Regions from separate parts of the Gasterosteus aculeatus genome. Here region 2 is linked to region 1. The links are chromatin contacts, called in public Hi-C maps. All regions are on one chromosome and are shown on one strand. Each heading gives the region's core, a stretch centred on a gene start, on an enhancer-like site or on the middle of the called end of the contact. The rest is flanking DNA. Distances are from core to core; before and after follow the strand shown.

Region 1 (3,109 bases), core at 231-2,730:
CCCTCCGGCCTGAGCTACTCCACCTGGTTCTGCGTGGAGCGCTTCAGCGCGGCCCCCCAGGCCCACCCGGTGCGGCTGCTGACGGTGGTCCGGCGGGCCACGTCCTCGGAGCAGCACTACGTCTGCCTGGCGGTGGTGCTGTCCGCCAAAGACCGCTCGCTCACCGTCTCCACCAAGGAGGAGCTGCTGCAGTCGCACTGTGAGTACCGGGGCAGGAACACAGAATGGCTTTTAAGGACCTCAGTCCGTTGCATAATGTCAATTATGCCCCCCCCCACCACCACCAAGCAGCGGATGACTCCAGCGAGGACCCCTCCTTCTACGAGATCCTGCCCTGCTGCGCTCGTTTCCGCTGCGGCGAGCTGATCGCGGAGGGCCAGTGGCACCACCTGGTGCTGGTGATGAGCAAAGGCATGCTGAAGAACAGCATGGCCACGCTGTACCTCGACGGGCAGCTCGTCAACACCGTCAAGGTAACGCGTGTGAATTATCTGAATTAAGACCGAATTAAAAAAAAACATACGAGGAATTTGAGTTGGCGGTTGGTGCCTGTTTTTTTTTTTTTAACGCGTCTCCGCCCTCTCCAGCTCCACTACGTCCACAGCGCCCCGGGCGGCTCCGGCTCCACCAACCCCCCCGTGCTCAGCACCGTCTACGGGTACGTGGGGACGCCGCCCGCCCAGCGCCAGCTCTCCAGCCTGGTGTGGCGTCTGGGCCCGAGTCACTTCCTGGAGGAGGTCCTGCCCGCCGCCAGCGTCGCCGCCGTCTTCGAGCTGGGGCCCATCTACGTGGGCAGCTTCCAGGCCGTCTACCTGCCCTGTGAGTCCATCCGTACCGTCAACCCTCACGATCTCTCCAAAGGTTTCTCCTTTTTCTAACCGTCCTTATCGATGTCCCAGGCAAAGACTCGAAGGCGGAGGGGGCCCCGGCCTCCCTGGTGGCGCTGGTGCCGGAGGAGAAGGTGTCCTTCAGTCTCTACGCGCTCTCCGTCTCCACGCTCACCGTGGCCAAGATCAGGAAGGTCTACAACAAACTGGACAGCAAAGCCATCGCCAAACAGGTCAGAACGGTGGAGCCGCCTACGGAATGTTACCGTGTCTCCTTACAGGTCTTTATCTACAGATGAGTTAATAATCCCTGCTGATCATCAAGTTTTCCCTGTTGGTGTCCGATCGGTACTGAAGAAAAACGAGAATTTTCGGCATTAACTCAAAACACGACTTGTTGAAATATTAGCAGCTGAGTACAGTTTATCCAGCCATCAATTATATAAATGGAAATTCCATCTTAATGATAATAACAGTGGATTAAACACACAAAAACACACACACATATTTATTTATATATATATATATATATATATATATATATATATATATATATATATATATATATACCATTCCATTGTGTGTGTTTTGAGCTCTGAATGAGGTCCTGCTCCGTCCTTATCTTTCTCCCCACCTGTCACGGTTACTTCCCAGCATGCACTGCTCTCCGCCCGCTGAGCCTCGGCTCTCGGCGAACCTGCAGGAAGCAGACGGCAAAGTGAAGTGAAGTGAAGAGGCAGCATTTCTGCTGCCGCAGCGACTCGTAGTGCAGGAAGGGAGAACGAGCCGTGTTCTCCTCTCAGAAAGAACACCGCTGGTTTCGTTAGGACGCGGCAAATGTCACATGACATCATATCTAACGCCGTTACTCGCTAAATGATGTTCAAATGATCCGCATTGGTATTTCACGGTAGTGTGGTGTCTTTCTTTTCGTGCTGACTTGCTAAATTGGGTCTATATTTAATTTGAACTGGCTGAAATAAATCTTTCCATAAAGCCAGACCTTGATACAAGATTGAATTCTGATGCTGCGATTTATAAATCCACTATGAAACAGACGATCCGTTTCTTCGTGGCCGTTGGCTCCTGTGTTGTTTACCAGTATGAGTCACTATGAGGTTCCGTTGTCATTCCATTTAACCCGAGAAAAGGGAACCGGGCCTTTTTGTTTTATGGGGAAAAACCCGGCTCTCTGTGTTCTTTGGAAACCACCGCTGCTTCTCAACGGATTGTCCTCCCTCCCTCTGTAGCTCACCGTGTCCTCTCATGAGAACGCCACGCCGGTCAAGCTGATCCACAACGCCGCGGGCCACCTCAACGGGCCGGCGCGCACCATTGGAGCCGCTGTCATCGGATATTTAGGTAAACAAAGTAACTGGGAATCTGCGGTGGAGGGGACGAGCTCCATGAACATCCCACGGTTCTCCCCCCTTCAGGCGTCCGCGTGTTCGTGGCCAAACCCGTCGCCACCAACCTGCAGTATGTGGGCGGGGCGGCGGCCATCTTGGGCCTGGTCGCCATGGCGTCGGACGTGGAGGGGCTGTATGCTGCGGTCAAGGCTCTGGTGTGTGTTGTGAAAAGCAACCCGCTGGCCAGCAAGGAGATGGAGCGCATCCGAGGCTACCAGGTTTGACGCCGGTCACGTGACCATAAACTCCAACCAGTTACAACCAGTTTGAGTTGACCCCTTAAGCGGGATTCACAGCATGTTCACGGCCACGCGGCGCCATGTGGCGTTGACTCGTTGACTCCTCCCCCCTCCCTTGCAGCTGCTGGCTATGCTGCTGAAGAAGAAGCGCTCGCTGCTCAACAGCCACATCCTCCACCTCACCTTCTCCCTGGTGGGGACGGTCGACAGCGGCCACGAGACCTCCATCATTCCCAACTCCACCGCCTTCCAGGACCTGCTCTGTGACTTTGAGGTGAGCACATGTTGACCAGATGAGGGGAAGAGCTCGAATTCCACAGCGGGTTGGACCTTTTTTAGGAGTTTCTCTTCAGGCCACAATCAGGCAGTCGTTTTTTTTGTTGTTGCCAAAAGCTACTCGGCGTCACCGGGGATCTCAACCTGCTCCTTCTGCTCCTCAGGTCTGGCTCCACGCTCCCTACGAGCTCCATCTGTCGCTCTTTGAGCATTTCATCGAACTGCTCACGGAATCCAGGCAAGTGTCAGAAACGTTTTCCTCCCAGATCCTCCGTGACTACTGAAATGATTCAAAAGTGAATCACTGTGGTCTGACCTCTGTCTGTCTGTGTGTGTGTGTGTGTGTGTGTGTGTGTGT
Region 2 (3,109 bases), core at 211-2,710, 36 kb before region 1:
ACGCCATCAAAGCTCAGAAGAAGAAACAACCCTAATCTCAACACGAGACCTTTTTTATTAAACAACATTTATGCCGAATTGAAACCTGTGTGACTCTCTCTTTCGCTGGAATTGAGATTCTCTGGTATTTTAACTGACCAGAGGAACTGAACCGACCCGCTGTGGGCTGCTGACGTGGATTCCACTGAATGCGCCCATTGTGGGAGTAAACGCAGCCACGGCCATTTACTCTGAATTTTGGGGCATTGGCGAGTGATTGACAGGAGGCAGCATCTCCACAGAAGTGCTTTTAAAGTTTCGTTTTCTCGCATGGCACAGTCACAGTGAGCTTCATGTTCAGGCTTGTATTAGAGGTTTGAAGACATGCATTGCATTGTTGTTCCTTTCCTTTGTGTTTACGCAATCATTTCCATGGTGAGAAATTCCCACCGGCCCCCATGTTGAATATCGGTGAGATGTAGCTGCCGTTTTTGTGTCCTTTTGTGTTTCTGTGGGGTCTTTGCCTGGTTGTTGCAGGTCTTGGTCATTACTAATACATTTTCAAAGCTACTACCTTTCATTTTTTTTATCAACTTTTGGGATTTTCCTCCTTCTCAGCACTCAAAGACCTGCAGCTTCGTCCTTCTGATGAGATTCATTCCTCACTAAAGCTCTTGTTGGTGGTGGGACTGCTCCGTCAGCCACTTCGGGAAGCCATCCAGATGAAAAGCCACTAACTATGAATTTGGCTTTAAGGCTGCAGAAATTGAAAGAATCCTGGTGGAAATTGGTGCAATCATGCATTTCTAATTCTACCACCGGATTTGGCCAAACTCACTATTTCAATTAAAAAAATCAGATATGAGGGCTTTAAAGACCCATTTAGATAGAATGCATGTTCAATTTAGTCACCTCAGAAATTAAATCAAGAAATTGTTGCCCAGTTTGACATGTTTTTTTTTTTTACATACAACCAATGAAAACTAGATAAAGTGGTAAAGTCTGGTTAAAATGTAAAAGGGAAAATGCGTCTAACCAAAGCGATTGTCACAAGATACCTGGAAACTTGTTCTTTTGAAGAACAATTATCATAGAATGACTCACTTTCACCGGCTGAGGTTACTGTGGCGTGTGGTTTGTCACAGGAAACCACACAGTGGCTTTGATTGAATGTGAGTCGATTGAGAACTGCTGTCACCTGGTGCCCCATCGTCGATAATACAACGTTCATGAGCCAGACTTGAGTTTTCTGCAGGAGACATCAGGAAAATCAAGCGTTGTGCTTCCTTGCAAAGAGAGAACTTTTTGCAGTAGAAAAAAAAAGCAAAGTGTTATTGTAGGATTTTGCATAGGAACAAATATTGACATTCAAATAATTCTTAATAATAATTACAAAGTTGATTTATTTGTGTGTAAATTATCGCACAATCTCCTGTTGGTTCCAGCAAAAGATAAACATGTGATCCCACGCATGTGTCCCGTAAACATGTACAATAAAGGCCGCGTGTCTTCTGGCGTCCCCCCGGCAGGTGTCGGGGTCGCCCTCCGGACGCGGCCTCGCCGCCGGCGGAGAGGAGGATGCTGTTCGGGACGCGCTGGCTTTATTTTGATGTTGAGGAAAGATGGCTACCGGGAGGAAGGAGGGGAAGCAGTGACCACTTCTTGTGGAGTACGGCATCGCGCCGTGACATATGGATATGCGAGGAGTGCCACACGCTACTGACCTATTGGAGGGATTTCGTCGACTTTCTAGCCGCAGGACTCTGCCGCGTACCGGTGAGTGGACCGTGGACACGACGAGGAGACGGCGGAGAGCGGCTGGCTAGCGCCGCTAGCCGCCTAGCACGCTAGTTGGCTAACACGGACAGGAATGTGCATCTCGGGTTAACTGTCCCTTTTCTACCGCAGACGCGTTACGGCCGCCGTTAGCATTCCAGCGGCGACGTCCACGAACACTCTGCCTGTCCAGTATTAATATTGAAAGGCAAAACACCCTTTTTATTTGCAACGTATTTTCTATTGAAGGCCGACGTTCCCGTTCGGCTCGACAGTTGTGGTTGAGATGCTGCGATGCTAGCGCGATCAGCCGGCGCTAGCTAGCTAGCTAGCCAGCTAACGGACACTAATGCCGTTAAGCCAACGTAGCCGGAGGCGTTTCGGTATTTAAACATTTAACGTGTTGTGTTTCCACCCAGCGCCCCCCACCCCACCCCGCGGCGTCTCCCTAATGCACGTTAAATGGTGACAGGGAGACGCCGCCGGGGTCAGTTACCCGTCGGGGGGGCACAGCTAACGTCTTGTGGCGTCGGCTGGATTGATGACTGAACTTTAACGTTAATTAACGGGGTAAACCGGGGGGGGGGGGGGCTGCAACGTCACCACAAGTCGTCTCCCGCTCCCATCAACGCCGCAGTGACTGGCGCATTCAGGGCGATTACATCGGCCTCATTTCGTGCCCAGCTGTGCGCCTGATGTGCGACTTGGTCACCTGCGCGTACCCGCCCGCGCGAGCCCGCGCGCGCCCCCCCACTGACCGGGGCATTGTTCGCGGCGACACGGCTGACGGCGCGGACGCCTCACCTACGGACCCGACGGCGGCTCGGCGCGTGCGCCGCTGCCAATGTTGTCACACACTTTTGCGTGTGCGCGTGCGTGCGGAAGACACAGGTCACATGACGTTTCCTGCAGGTTTTGTCCGTGCAGGAGATCCGGGCGGCGATCAGACAGATGTGCTGTTTGCGGTCCAAACGCTTAAAAGGTTCTCGATAGGTATGAAAGGATGAAGTGCAAGGAGTATTTTTTTTAAAAATGCGTAGTATTAGAAATCAGTGTTATCTGCTTGACTTCCCGAATAATACGCAACAAAAATGATTCATGCTTTTCTCTTTATGCAATCCGGGCATCGCTGTTTGCTTACTGTGAAGCAAGTGCCTGAATATCTGTGATTCTGTGCCAAAGAGGGGGGGCATAAACTTAAGATCATCCACTCCATTAATCAGCCACAGTCAACATCCACCTCGCGGATCGTCCCAGAACCGCGTCGTGTTACTTTGGATGTTCAGCATCAGCTGTTTTTATTGAGGCTGATGCCACAGCGGCTGTGGGAAACAATTACACACCTGTTTACTTC

What was found. Hi-C and Micro-C count contacts between places; a contact is called where the count stands out from the background.
Region 2: a Hi-C map of whole body shows a contact between it and region 1, with 9 times the contacts expected there. The contact joins the promoter of wdfy3 here to the enhancer-like site in region 1. A contact is called at or near these places in 5 of 6 Hi-C or Micro-C datasets (liver, skeletal muscle, tail fin and 1 more).

Annotation. Positions count from the first base shown.
Region 1 is chr13:21,294,387-21,297,495 of fGasAcu3.hap1.1, reverse strand. It overlaps wdfy3 (WD repeat and FYVE domain containing 3), which reads left to right. Exons shown (of 66, transcript XM_078086280.1): 19 at 1-199; 20 at 292-473; 21 at 588-819; 22 at 900-1,060; 23 at 2,078-2,189; 24 at 2,264-2,454; 25 at 2,597-2,749; 26 at 2,916-2,989. Among protein-coding and RNA genes, the nearest start is that of cds1, 23 kb to the right of the region's middle. Within about 2 kb of position 1,480, at least 2 of the 9 cell types and tissues checked have open chromatin away from gene starts, as enhancers often do.
Region 2 is chr13:21,329,982-21,333,090 of fGasAcu3.hap1.1, reverse strand. wdfy3 (WD repeat and FYVE domain containing 3) reads left to right here and starts at 1,460. Exons shown (of 66, transcript XM_078086280.1): 1 at 1,460-1,755.